Regions from separate parts of the Mus musculus genome. Here region 1 is linked to region 2. Evidence: chromatin contacts called from public HiChIP or PLAC-seq data. All regions are on one chromosome and are shown on one strand. The core of a region is the stretch at or near the end of the contact, and the rest is flanking DNA. Distances in the headings are between cores, read along the strand shown.

Region 1 (6,742 bases), core at 3,744-6,243, 250 kb before region 2:
TTCCACAGGCAGTCTCCTGCCGGGAGACATGGGGGCACTTCTGGGAAATAAGCTGTGGACAACAAGGGTGCCTTTGTATTTTAGACCTGCTGCCACTCTCTGGCTGGGTGACCTGGGGCAAATTAATTACCCTCTCTGAGCCTTGGTTCACCCTCAGTCCTAAGAATAATCACAACCTCAAGGGATAATTGTAGAGTGGAAAGAGATGAATACCAAGCACTTAAAGCACTCAGCCCCTCCTCCCTCCAGGCCAAGCATCTTGTTTACCCTTGCTTTAGGCACAGGACTGCACAGAGTAGTCTCTGTGTTCCCTTCTTTCTAAAGAAAAGACGAAATACACTGGGCCATTGTCACTCTTGCCAATACATTGTCTCATTCAGTTCCCATAGCAGCCTGGCATGGTCCAGCACTTGCTGTCCATGGGTCTCAAGTGCAGGAATTCAATCACCCATGGTTTGAAAATATTTGGAAAAAAACATATTGGGTTTGTATTGAAGAAGCACTGGCCCTCTCCCTTACTATCCTTTAGCAGAGCATTTAAACATAATAGCACAACTATTTACGTCCCATCGTGTCGTTTTATTGGGGTAGCTTATGGAGTGTGGAGATGCTGTGAAGGGTGAGAGGAAGTAAAGAGATATGCAAATCATATGCAAATATAGCACCACCTCAGAGGAGGGGCTTCAGGACCTGTGGCTTTGCCATCCATCATGGAGACTATGGATGGAGGTTAATATACAGTTAGGGAAATCATTGTGTCATCAGGCCAAGAGCTCACTGACAGTGGTCCCTAGGTGGGCCTATGTGTAGGACACATAAGCTATTGTGTCTAAGGTCCTAAGCTAAGGGTAGGACCATGGATATCGGTGAAGTTAAGAAAGGGAGGAAAGGAGCTAAAACCTGCCTGTGAAAGAGCTGATGGTCACCAGCAGGGATGCCTGTACTGGACATCCCAGGGATGGTGCAGGACACAGCCACTTAGATGGCCTGGACCCCGCTGAGACTGCCTTAAACATCCCCATGATGTCCGTAGGTGGGGGATTGCCTGACATGGACCCCTAAGTGTCTAGCTCTTTGCATGACTCTCCTGAAATCTGATCCCAAAGAGCCCACACTGGCCTCGAGGCTAAGGACACCTCACCTGAACTAAGCTCCATCACTGGTCAAACTATTCTCTTCTCCAAATCTCAGTTACCCTCTGTGAAATGGGTGTAAGCATAGGATCTGCTCCTCGTGGCTGTTAGGATGCTAAACATGAACAAATGTGTCACCAGTGTACCACATAAACAAGCCTCCTTGCCAGCAAATGTCGGCCATTGATATTTGCTCCTATTGCTGAAGCAACAGAGGACTGACTTGGTGTCACCTGCCTCTCTCCCTCAGAATGTGGTGGGCCACACCTGCCACAGAAGTTCAGGGGATTAGGCCTCTCAAGTCTCCCACTCTCTCACAGCAAGCTCAGCTTCCATTCGGAACTTGCTCGGGATTCGTGTGGTGTGGGACGCACTGGATCCCAGAACCACTGCAAAGCACACGGGAGGCTGTAGGACTAATGTGCCTTGCCTCATCTCTGCTCTCTTCTCCCTCAGTCACCAAAATCCTAGCGCTCTCAGCTTCTTCCTCTTGTTCCAGACTAGATAACGAGGCTCCAAAGAGCACATGATGAATTCGCTCACTCTGGGAGACAGATGGCTGAGAGCCACTTGACATACTCTTTCCCCGAGAGGTTTATTTTATTTCTAAGAAGAATGGAAACTTGATCTGGGGAGATGGCTCAGTCAATAAGGAGCTTGCCTTGCAAGTACACGACAGCCTGAATCTGTTCCCAAAACCCACATCGAAAAGACAGGGGCAGGGGAGATGGCTCGGCAGCTAAGAGCACTTGTTCCTCTTGCATGTGACATGGGTTCTAGTGCCAGCACTCACAAGGTGGCTCACAACTATCCTTAACTCCAGTTTCAGAGGAGCCAACATCTTCTGACCTCTGCAGGCGCTGAGCACACACAGGGTTCACAGATAATCATGCAGGCAAAGCATTCATTTAGGTAAAATAAAATAAAAATAAATATAAAATAAATAGATAAAATAAATATAAAAAACCCAACAAATTAACCAAATAAATAAACGACAACACCCTCCCCCAATACACCAAGCACAGCATCAATGACTCATGTTTGTAACTCCAGAACTGGGAGGCATAGACAGGCAGATCCCAGGGGCTCACTGGCCTGCCAGCCAATCTATGCTGCTTGATGAGCTCCAGGCCAGTGAGAGACCCTGTCTCAAAAAGTAAGGTGGATGGCTCCTGAGGCGTGACATCTGGGAGTGTCTTCTTTCCTCCACATACATGGGCACACACAAGCAACAACTCCCCCCCTCAGGCGTGCACGCATGCACTCGAGTGAGCGCGCGCACACACACACACACTCACACACACTCACATACTCTCACACACACACACACTCACACATACTCTCACACACTCTCACATACTCACACACACACACTCTCACACACTCATTCACACACTCTCTCACACACTCACACTCTCACACACACACACACACACATATACACATACACACATGTCCAGTGCTTATGCTTGATGAACACTTAAGGCAAGTGCTCTGAACCTGGGCCCGTGAAGGTTTGAAAGAAGGTATAGTGAGCATGCTTGCACAGTTCTATTCTAGGAGTAAAAAGTTCTTATCTTTTTACCAGACTCACTATTGGCCTGTGGACCAATCAGATTTGAAAAGTGTTTCTTCCAGGGCAGCTGGAAGCAGTATTCTTAAAACATGTGTCTTATTATCTCTGGCCACCTGAAATATAACTAATGCAAACGGGGCTGAAGTTTTAGTTCTATTTATATAGGTTAACCTTGACTTAAATCTAAATAGTACTTGTGGCTGGCCATTACCATATCACACGACATGAGATGGTGGGAAGGCATGTGGAGGAGGAGTCATCGGCCATTACAGGGAAGCACGGATTGCCTTGCCCATGGCTTAGTAAGGGCTCAGGGTCGACTATCAGTGTAACTATTGAGAGAGTGCCCACCAGGAAAAAGAGAGACGGAGGGAGTGCCAAAGTGACTGAAGCTGCTGAACACTGCAAAATGGATGTGGTTCAGTGTATGCTTGCCTGGCATGCAGGAAGTCATGGGTTCAGTCCCCAGCACCACACACACCACATCCACCTCATGTGTGGCGGCACACACCTCAAAGCCCAGAACTTGGGAGATGGAGGCAAGAGGATCGGAATTCAGGGTCATCCTAAGCTACATAGAAAATTTGAAGCTATCCTGGGCTATATTGAGACCTCATCTCAAACAAGCAAAGCAACAAGTAGAAGCACATGAAAGCCGAGCACCAGGCCCACAGAGGACCACAGAGCAAAGGCCAACTAGATGAGAATCACTGACTCTACAGGAATCATAAGGAGGCCTCCGTGGACTTCGGATTGTGTCCATGCTGGCTTGCCGTGCCAGCTTTGAGATCACATATTTGAGCCCTGAATTCTCACATGGGAATCGACTGGATATGACTGAGCCCCTTCAGCCGCGGGGCTCTGAGAACCACCTGTCTCTGGCTGGGTCTTTTTTAGCACTACACACACATACACACACACACACACACACACACAGAGAGAGAGAGAGAGAGAGAGAGAGAGAGAGAGAGAGAGAGAGAGAGAGAGTGAGAGAGAGAGAGAGAGGCAACAAGTACCAGCACTGTACAACGGAACACACACAGAGCCCAGGGTTGCATTCCAAATGATAAGTTTCACAGCAGTGCAAGCATTTCCAGTAGTATTTATTAAGAGCATCCCTCCCAAGATGGTCGGCTCTGGGGGACTTCTGTGAATGCACTCTAGAGGCACCACAGCCCCTGCCGGCGAAAGGGTGGGCCAGCATCCGTGGACTTAGACAAAACAACCCCAAGGAGTCCAAGTTACACACTATAGAATTCTAAAAAACTTGTTAGTGTGAATGGCCTGCTTTGTATGCAGCTGTTGTCAGCTGGGCACAGTTACAGCTCCCTTCTGCTGGCAGCCTAATGCGCTCAGTGTGGCCTCTGTCTTGTCAACATGAAGCCCTTTGGCCTTCAATGCTATTGTTTTAGTTAAAATGTCAGGCTCACTCTTCTGATTATTATTGATCTTTAATTTTTTATTGCATTAATTAATTTATGCATGTGTCAGGGGCAGCACACACATGCCACGGTATACACATGGAGGTCAGAAGACAACTTTTGGAAGCCGGTTCTCTCCTTCTACCATCAGGGTTTTCAGGATTGAACTTAAGACATCAGGCCTGGAGCAGGTGTCTTTATCCACTGAGCTACGTTGCCAGGCCCATTATTGGGTTTATAACCTCCTAGGAGAGGAGTTAAAATGTAGCTGCAGAAATAGTTTAGACAGTAAAGCCTTACAAAGCTTGAGGGACCCGAGTCTGGTCCTCTGTAAATGCTGGGGAGGACGGCAGGTGCTGATGCTTACTGGCCATCCAGGTTAGTCTACTTGCTGAGTCCCAGGCCAAGCAAGAGTTGTCTCGAAAACAAGATGGACAACCTTTGAGGAATGGCAGCTGAAACTGTTCTCTGGCTCCGTCATCCATGTACACACACACATGCATACACACTTGCACATAAGCACATACACACAAAGGGGTAGGGGAGGGAAGAACAGAAGTCAAGTAGGCCGGCTCACTATTCGAGGAAGGGACATCATTTTGGGATAGGGAACAGAGGGGAAGGGTGGCCTCTGGTGAGGTCACTGAAAGACTCCATTCTGCAAACGTCCAGAGAATGTTCTGGGTGCCTGAACAGGGACTGGACTGTAGGAAGGAATTCGAGTTGGCATCTCTTGGAATGATCTCAGCCTCTGGAGAGTCTTCCAGATTAGCTATTTCTGAAAAGCGACAACCCCAGCTGCTCTGACTACGCAAGGCTATTGATGTTTGTCCTTCCCTCTGTCAGCCACTGAGTCATACTGGAGTTCATGGGAGCGGGGAGGGAATTCAAGCCTTGGCAAATGTGGCGGCCCACTCACCTCCTAGCTATGTACTTGTCAAGCCTGCCTGTCTCTTTGAGCCTCCTTTTCTTAGCTACGAATGGGGAACCCTAAAGTCCATCATGTCCATCACTGGAAGGCAGCATACACATCTTCAAAAGAGTCACACACTAAAAGGGGAATTTCTGTTATTATTATTGAACATCTGTATTCAGAATTATTTCTTTGAGGACCCTGGTGAGGCCCACTCATCTTGGCTTTTTTTTTTTAAACCCATAAAATCATACTTATTTATTTAACTGTGTATGGGTGTGGGGAAATACATGTCATGGTGCGTGCATGTGTGCATGCATGTGTAGGTGCATGCATGTGTGTGTGTGTGTGTGTGTGCATGTATGTGTGCGTGCGTGTTAGTCAGAGGACAATGAGGGATTCAATTTTTTTCCTTCTACCATGTGGATCCCAAGGGATGGAACTAGGTTGTCAGGCTTGGTGGCATCTTGCCAGCTCCGTCCTGAGTTCCTTGAAAGAGCCCTCTTTTTACCCTCCTCGGGAAGCTTCACACAACTCTTGTATGTAACTCAAAGAACTCCTGGCTTCGTATCATTGTTGCTTGGTCCTGGGCCACGCACCTCGTTGTACCAATTGGACACACTGGCAAACTCTGACAAACATTTGACATTCCACTTTTATTAAGTGTCTGCTCAGACACTATGATGGCGCTTCTCGGTTGTCAGCTTGACATACCTGGGAAGAGGAAGCCTAAATTGAAAAATCCCCTCCATCAGCTTGGCCTGCAGGGATGTCTGTGGGGAGTTTTCTTGATTACTGAGAGATATAAGAGGGCCTAGCTCACTGGGGGCAGTACCAACCTTAGGCAGGTGGGCCTGGCCTAAAAGAGAACGATACTGAATTGTGAGCCTGAGAGCAAGCCAGGAAATGGTGGTGCTCTGTGTGTGGTGTCGGCTTCAAGCGCTTGCCTTGCGTTCCTACTGTAGCTTCTCTCTATGATGGACTGTAACCTTTAAGAGGAAGAAAAGCCTTTCCTCCCCAAGTCTGCTTCAGTCAATGTTTTATCACAGCAACAGAGAAGCAAACTAGGGCAGACATCTGAATGGTGCACAGAGCCCACCAGTAGGCAGAACAGACTCATTTTGTCTCCAGAGCATAGAAAAACATTAACTGTAATTCCGAAGTCTACTATGTTGGGTGTTTTTTTTGTTTTGTTTTGTTTTGTTTTTTTGTTTTGTTTTGTTTTTGTTTTGTTTTCTTTTGTTTTTTCTGAAAATTGGGGAAGAGATGAAAGGTAAGGTAGATCTGGCAAGAGTGGAATGAGCATGCCTCAGAGGGTGTGCACAGCAGTGGAAAATGGGATGTGTAGGGTGGTTTCACAGACAAAAGAAAATTTGAACAGCCATGGTAGAGATGAGGTTGTCAGTCCAGGAGACAAGTGGTGGAGGAGCTGTTTAGAGAGAGTGATCTACTGAGCTCTGGGATCTACTGACTGAGCAGAGCTCAGAAGACGGAGCCCACAGTCTCAAGGGCAGGACGGAGCTGCTAGGGCAAAGGTCAAATGCACGGAGCTGAGAGGATGTGCAGATCACAGAGAGCTTTGTCGGCCATCTTGAGGGACCTTGCTCTGCATGGTGTGGAAGATCGTTGCGTGGTTCTGAGCACAAGAGACTTGAACTATTTTTCCAAAGGCTCTGCGGTTCCATACTAAACAGATCTG
Region 2 (6,267 bases), core at 1,146-3,645:
AACAACCTGCTGTGTATCAGAATCTTCTGGAGCTAGCTGTGCCTTTAAACCACACTAAAGCGGGACCTGTAACTGTGTCCGCATTCAGACTTTCTGTGACCTCTAAATTAAACATCATAAGGCCTGTTGCAAAGATGGAGCAAGTTCAGGGGCTCAGGCGCTGGCCTGGTAGTGAACAGCTTCTGAATTGGCATTTAAAGCCTAGCCATCAGGTGCTCATCACTGGCATCCTGTCACCCTTCCCTGAAAGAAGAGCCCACTGGGGCATGAAAAGTGTGGTCCTACAGAGACCATCTGATCGATGTGAAACCTGTGCTGCCTGTGAGGCTCGGAAAGATCAGAGGGAAGGCACAGGGTGTTGAGGACTAAGCTTCAGGCATCAAGACCATGATATATCTATGATCCACACATATGCTATCTGTTCCCATCCTTGTAGCACCCCAAGGGTAGGATATCTAAAGCTCCTGTATGGCCCAAAGTGGCGGGATGTGAATTTGAAATCAAATTGCTTTCAATTGGAGCTTATTCTCTCCTTCCTTCGTAATCATGACACATGGTTCAGAATACCTAGGAAGTAAGAATGAGGCTGGGTCCTAAGGCCTGTGTGCGGAGCCCATGGCTGCCCTCCCTGTCACCATTGAGTCCCTATGGTTACTCTGTGACACCATGAGTCTCATTACCTACCTTCTACCAGAATGGAAAAGACACCTGCAGAGAGCCTGGAGTGAAGGGCCCAGGATAAGACCACAGTGAGAGGCTCTAGGCTGGGCTATGTCCCGAGCCTTCCCAGATATCCCTTCTTATACAATCAACCTCTGGAGGGGACAGGACCCCATTTCCACACATGGCCTCACAAATGGGGTACCCATATAGGAAATACTTCTATCTTTGGGCCGATTCAGCTAAGCAGGCCCCAACCAAGTCTATGAAGAAATCAGCAGCAGCTCTGAAGAATGGCTTGGGGACAAGAAAGAGGCTAACAGCTATGAGAACCAAACAGGCAGATACCTGCTTGGATGTCCTCACATCACCAGGGGTGAGGGGAAGGCTGAGTGGGGTGGAGGAGGGGCCGTCTTCAGTCTGCATAAACATGGCCCTGTACCAACATCCTCTTGCCTTCAATCCTGACACAGGAACATATCTCCATCCTTTGCCATATGTGAGCACAAAGGAGCTTCCCCTCCCTCCTTGCCAAAACGCCATGTTTCAGAGCCAAAGCTTGTGGTCAGGCATTCACATACACGCACACATACCCTCAAAACTGCTCAAGGGTGGCCTCCCTTTGTGCTCCAGGGTCAACAGAGCACTCAGCTTCCAGAGGAGGGATAGTATCTAAAACTTGCATGGTACCTCATTCTCTGAATTCCTGAACTCACCTCTGTCTGGGAGTGGCAGGAGCCTTGAGTGGCAAAGACTCGAGGGTTAGGACATTAGGACATGGCTAAAGTCATTGGGTACTGTCTCCGGTGTTCCAGCTCAAATCTGGTATCTAGGACTGGTGATTGTGGCACCAGAAGCCCAAGCCTTGTGCCTTCCCCAGTCTACAAATAGTCTGTGTACCACACACCCCATCAAGTACAAAGAGGGACTCTACAGTGTTCCATGAAGAACCAAGACACAGCCTGTTCCCCCACCAACCTGCCACATGCCCTCCCACAAACCCAGCCTTGTCCACGTACAGGGGTCAAGCTCACCCAGGCCCATCCTTGGTGGCCCAGAAGAAGAAGCAAAACCAAGGACAGACTTCTATAAATAGGTACATCGTTCTGGGAAGGTCACCACTCAGAGCCACGAGAGCCCAAAATTCTCTAGAGACAAACATGGGACATGAGCTGAGACGCAGCCACCTCGCTTCTTGAGGCCAGGCCGGGCGGTGGCCACAGCTGGCTGGTCAGCTGCTGAATGGCCTTCGGGCTGCAGAAATACTTGCACACTGCGTTTTCTTTTCAAGGGGGCTGCCAGTGTGGACACAGAGGAAAAACGGGGAGCTGGAGGCCCAAGAGACATGGAAGGGAAACCTTCTCCCAACTCTGACCCTGAGTTCCTCAGTCTAACTAAACAACCTGCCAGTTGGATCTCAGCAGGGGGAGGCTTTCCCTCCCTGCTTCTCCGATGGACATCTGGCAACCACTCTAACATTCTGGGTAGAAAACGCAGAGGGGTGAAGGCAGGTTGCTAGATGTGCTCAGATGTACCACAAGGAATCCTGAAGCCGACTGTTGGCACCCGCTAGGTAGGAGTCCCTGTTAGCCCTTCTCTCCTGGGCCCTCCACCTACAACCCCACCTCCTTCCTTCCTTTCCAAGGGCCCCTGACAAGGCAGCCACAGCACACAAGCACTCCTAGCTACGCAAATAGCAACTCCTTCTTTTCTGGTGTTTGCTTAGCCAATATTGACTCTGCGGCCTAACACTGGTGCTATTGAGCTGGGTTCTTCTCGATATTGTTTGAGCAGCATTAGCAGAGCCTGTGATAACCAACAGCAGGGCAGGAAGCCACCCTGCCTCCCCCACCCTTGCTCCCCAACAACCCCCCCCCCACACACACACACAACCCCTCCCTGTGAGAGGCTCCTGTAAAGACAGAGGAACCTAAGGCTGGCTCCTCCACTGAGCAAACACAAGAGGGGAGAGAGGGAGCATGCTCTCTGGCTCAGTCAACACTCCAGAGGAGTCACAGCGACTGGAAAGGTTACTAGGGGAGGTTGCCCTTTAGGGGTGGGGTCAGTAAAAAGGGAAGGTAAAGAAGTCTGGGGCTATTAGCCAAACCCTGTAGTTGGCATCTATGGGAAAGGCCTGTGGGGACTGGTACTCACGGGCCCCGGGTGACTAAGCAGAGAATCGATGAATCCCCTCATCAGCCGAGCATGACAGATGAAGGCCTACTGGACGTCAATCACCGTAGCTTAGTGGGAGGGGCCTGCAGACAAGCCCTTGCACCTACCATGTTTTAATGACATAGATTTAGAAAAAAAATTCCTCGCTGTGGGCTTTTGTGGGCTTGCTTTGATGCTGCTATGAGTTCATATTTAAGAGTAACTCTCTCCTCTGGAAAGAATGGTTTTGGCAGCCCTAATGATATGCCACCATTAGATGTTCTCAATGGTCATCCCAGGAGACGGGCCATGGTGACCTCCATTCATATTTGGGTATAGGGATAGGTGTCAGGATCATTCTGGGGGCCTACCCAAAGCAGGGGTGGTCGGGGAAAAGCCACAGTGGTCGTCAGCCTTTGGGGGTGCCCTGGGTGATATAGAGGAAGGATGCATATCAGCCGGAAATGTGGCTCAGCCGGCAGATTACTTGCTCAACACCACATAAACTAATATGACGGAGACCGTCTGTAATCCTGGCACTCCAGAGATGCAGGCAGGAAAATCAGGAGCTCAGAGTCATCTTTGACTACATGGTGAGTTCAAGGCCAATGTGGGACACATGAGACCCTGTCTCAGAAAAAAGATGGGGGTGGGGGGGACACATTCAGTGTCACATACATAGCTTCCAATCTCAATGGAGAGCAGAGAAGCTCATGAAGCCAGTATGGGATGAAGGCTCAAGGCGGCGTTAATAAGTGCTTAAAGATGACTACCTCACAAGGTTGTGCCCAACTTCCCACACCACAACCAGCCATTCCTGAGACTAGACAGCCACAGGATATCCAGGGGCAAGGCACCCACATAGGGTGGCTTTTCATTGCCCACAAGTAAAGCAAATTCAGACTTAGCACTTTTGGAACAGGATCCATGGCCTAACTCTAGGTCAGTATTAAAGCGGTTGCCAGCATCATCAAGGGGACATTCTAGAAATTAGCTTCAGCCTGCCCCAATGGTCTGGGAGCACCAAAATGGTCATTTGCAAAAATTGGCCATTAGCATATTTTACTAACTGTTCTCTCTGAAGACTTGGTAAATGAGGGAGAAATGCCTCACAAATCAGCTGTTATGTAGGCCCCTGTGACAACCTGGACTACAAATCAGCTGTCACGTAGGCCCCTGTGACAACTTGGACTCCAAGCTTGGGAAGTTCTTTTTTGTTAAAAATACAGAGAGGGCATCTTCTGCGAGCCTGTGACTATTTCATCCAATGGCAAAGCCATCTGGGTTCCTTATCTTCTGACACTGTAGCAAACATGCCCACCTCGTCAGTGCTCTCTTCTCTGAGGAACACCCTCTCGTCTACATCGTCCCTTTGGCCACAACCCATTCTTGGCTATAACTGATGAAACAGAGATGCTGTTCTGACTCAGCCTTGAGAATTCTGCCAAAGCCAATGTGGTAAGGGATTACTCCTGGGGTTATACGTGAAGAGGTTGTGGAACCTTCAGGAAATGCTGAAGGGACTCTGGCCAGCTCAGTCTGGCAAACATGACTCTGGCAGGCCTTGCCCTTCTCCCTTATTCTCTCTGCCTTGCTAAAAAAAAAAAAATCACAGTAGATTACAATCCTAAAGCTAGCCACCATGGTCTATTCCCTTACTTGGCTTCTTCCTCCTTCTATGGCTGTTTACCAAGGTCCAGCTCTCAAAGTATTGAGATGCAGCAATCAAAAGCCCCTTTGGCTCACCTACTTAGCATGCCCAATCAAAATTAAATGCCTCATCCTAACACAGGGTTTCCCCTTTTACCTTTATAAACCACCACATGCCTGTGTGTCACATCTGTCTCCTCTCTACCCAGAGGCAATCTGGGACAAATAGCCCTGTCCTCTTTCCCCTGTTCCCTTCCTCTTCTCCCTCATCCCCTGGCTACTGTCCCTTATCCCTGCCTTCTGTCTCTCTGGGGGCAAATAAATCTCTTTTGTGCTGAGAACTTGGTCTTGTGGGTCCTGAGCCGATCTCTTACAAGTGCAGCCTATCTGGGGGTCTTTAGGTCCTTTGGATACACGCTCTTGAAGGGAATTGTGGAGCTCTGCCCCTTCCACTTTCCCTTCCCAGCACCCTGACCATGTGACAAATAGTTCTGATGTCCTCTGCCCTGCCTACCATGGCATGCTACCTCAGCACGGCCCCCAAAGCTTAGAGGATAAGCAGGAAGCAGAATTGAAGCCTCCAAAGCTGAGAGTGGAAGCCAACCTCTCTTCTTCATAAGCCGACGGCCTGTGGTATTAATACAGCAACAGAAATTGACTGACACAGACCTGAACTGAGGAAAGGCACCTCATTGGTTAATCAGGGGCCAATCAGATTCTTTTTCTAGGAACTCGAAAGCATCATCCAAGTATCATGTCCTGGTTGAACTGAATACTTTTAGACCTAGGGAAGGTGGGACAAAGAAAGCCAATCTGCAAAGGAAAAAAGCCGAACAAACCAAAATGAGCTTAGCTAGAGATCCAGAGGAGAGTCAGGGGACAGGCCTAGTGTCTATGAGGGCTTCTAATGGGGCATCTCTCCAAGACTGGCTGTCATCCCACCTCTGAGTGCAATGAGATTCACTAAACTAACAAAGTCACAATAATATAAAGCTAAGTTTAGAGAGAGGCTGGGAATATGGCTCAGTTGGTAGCGAACTTGCGTAGCATGCTTAAAGTCCTGAATTCTATCCCCAGCACCACATAAACCTGGCGTGATGGTATACACCTGTAATCCGGGACTCAGGATGTAGACGCAGGAAGATCAGAAGTGCAAGGTCATCCTCAGCTACATAGTGAGTTCGAGGCTACATAAGACCTGTCTAGAAAGGGATTAGAAGCTGAGCAAAGTTTATACCAATTCTGTTTCTTAAAAACTAATGGTTTTGGAGCAACACATCTAGTGGGACTTCACCTATTTCCAGATTTTGCTTAGCAATACTGTGTTGCACACTCTTCTTACATAGCTGGGATCTCATTTGGGGCCTTCATCCCCTGTCAGCTCTCTTCCATAGGTAAGCTGTCTTTTTGTTTTGTTTTGTTTTGTTTTGTTTTGTTTTGTTTTGTTTTGTTTTGTTTTGAGACAGGGTTTCTCTGTGTCACCCTGACTGTCCTGGAACTCACTTTGTAGACCAGGCTGGCCTCGAACTCAGAAATCCGCCTGCCTCTGCCTCCCAAGTGCTGGGATTAAAGGCGTGCACCACCACTGCCCAGCAAGTAAGCTGTCTTTGCTGTGGTGTCTCACACAATAGTAGCCGAGGCCGTCCATTAGTAAATGCACTGTGTAACCTAGACACCGTGTTCCACTTAGCAGTTTATTTGCTCAGCCTTCTTCAGTGAGGGCTGTTAGCCTATCGGTCAATAATTAGTCATTCCACAAACATTCATTAAACTATAACCCAACCCCAGCATAGATACATTAAG

The links. HiChIP or PLAC-seq counts read pairs in DNA pulled down with a chosen protein or histone mark.
Region 1: a FOXA1 HiChIP or PLAC-seq map of pancreatic cancer cells shows a contact between it and region 2. The contact joins two enhancer-like sites. A contact is called at or near these places in 4 of 484 Hi-C or Micro-C datasets (CD4 T cells, cerebral cortex, group 2 innate lymphoid cells and 1 more) and 2 of 115 datasets of contacts at active chromatin or transcription factors (embryonic basal ganglia and pancreatic cancer cells).

What each region holds. Positions count from the first base shown.
Region 1 is chr9:61,549,863-61,556,604 of GRCm38.p6, forward strand. No RefSeq gene overlaps it. Among named protein-coding and RNA genes, the nearest start is that of Gm39350, 42 kb to the right of the region's middle. Within about 2 kb of position 4,994, at least 47 of the 459 cell types and tissues checked have an H3K27ac peak or open chromatin away from gene starts, as enhancers often do. A contact at or near this core is called in pancreatic cancer cells, where this site is marked.
Region 2 is chr9:61,806,351-61,812,617 of GRCm38.p6, forward strand. The region is part of intron 3 of Gm34828 (a long non-coding RNA gene); the gene reads right to left. Among named protein-coding and RNA genes, the nearest start is that of Gm34828, 13 kb to the right of the region's middle. Within about 2 kb of position 2,396, at least 47 of the 459 cell types and tissues checked have an H3K27ac peak or open chromatin away from gene starts, as enhancers often do. A contact at or near this core is called in pancreatic cancer cells, where this site is marked.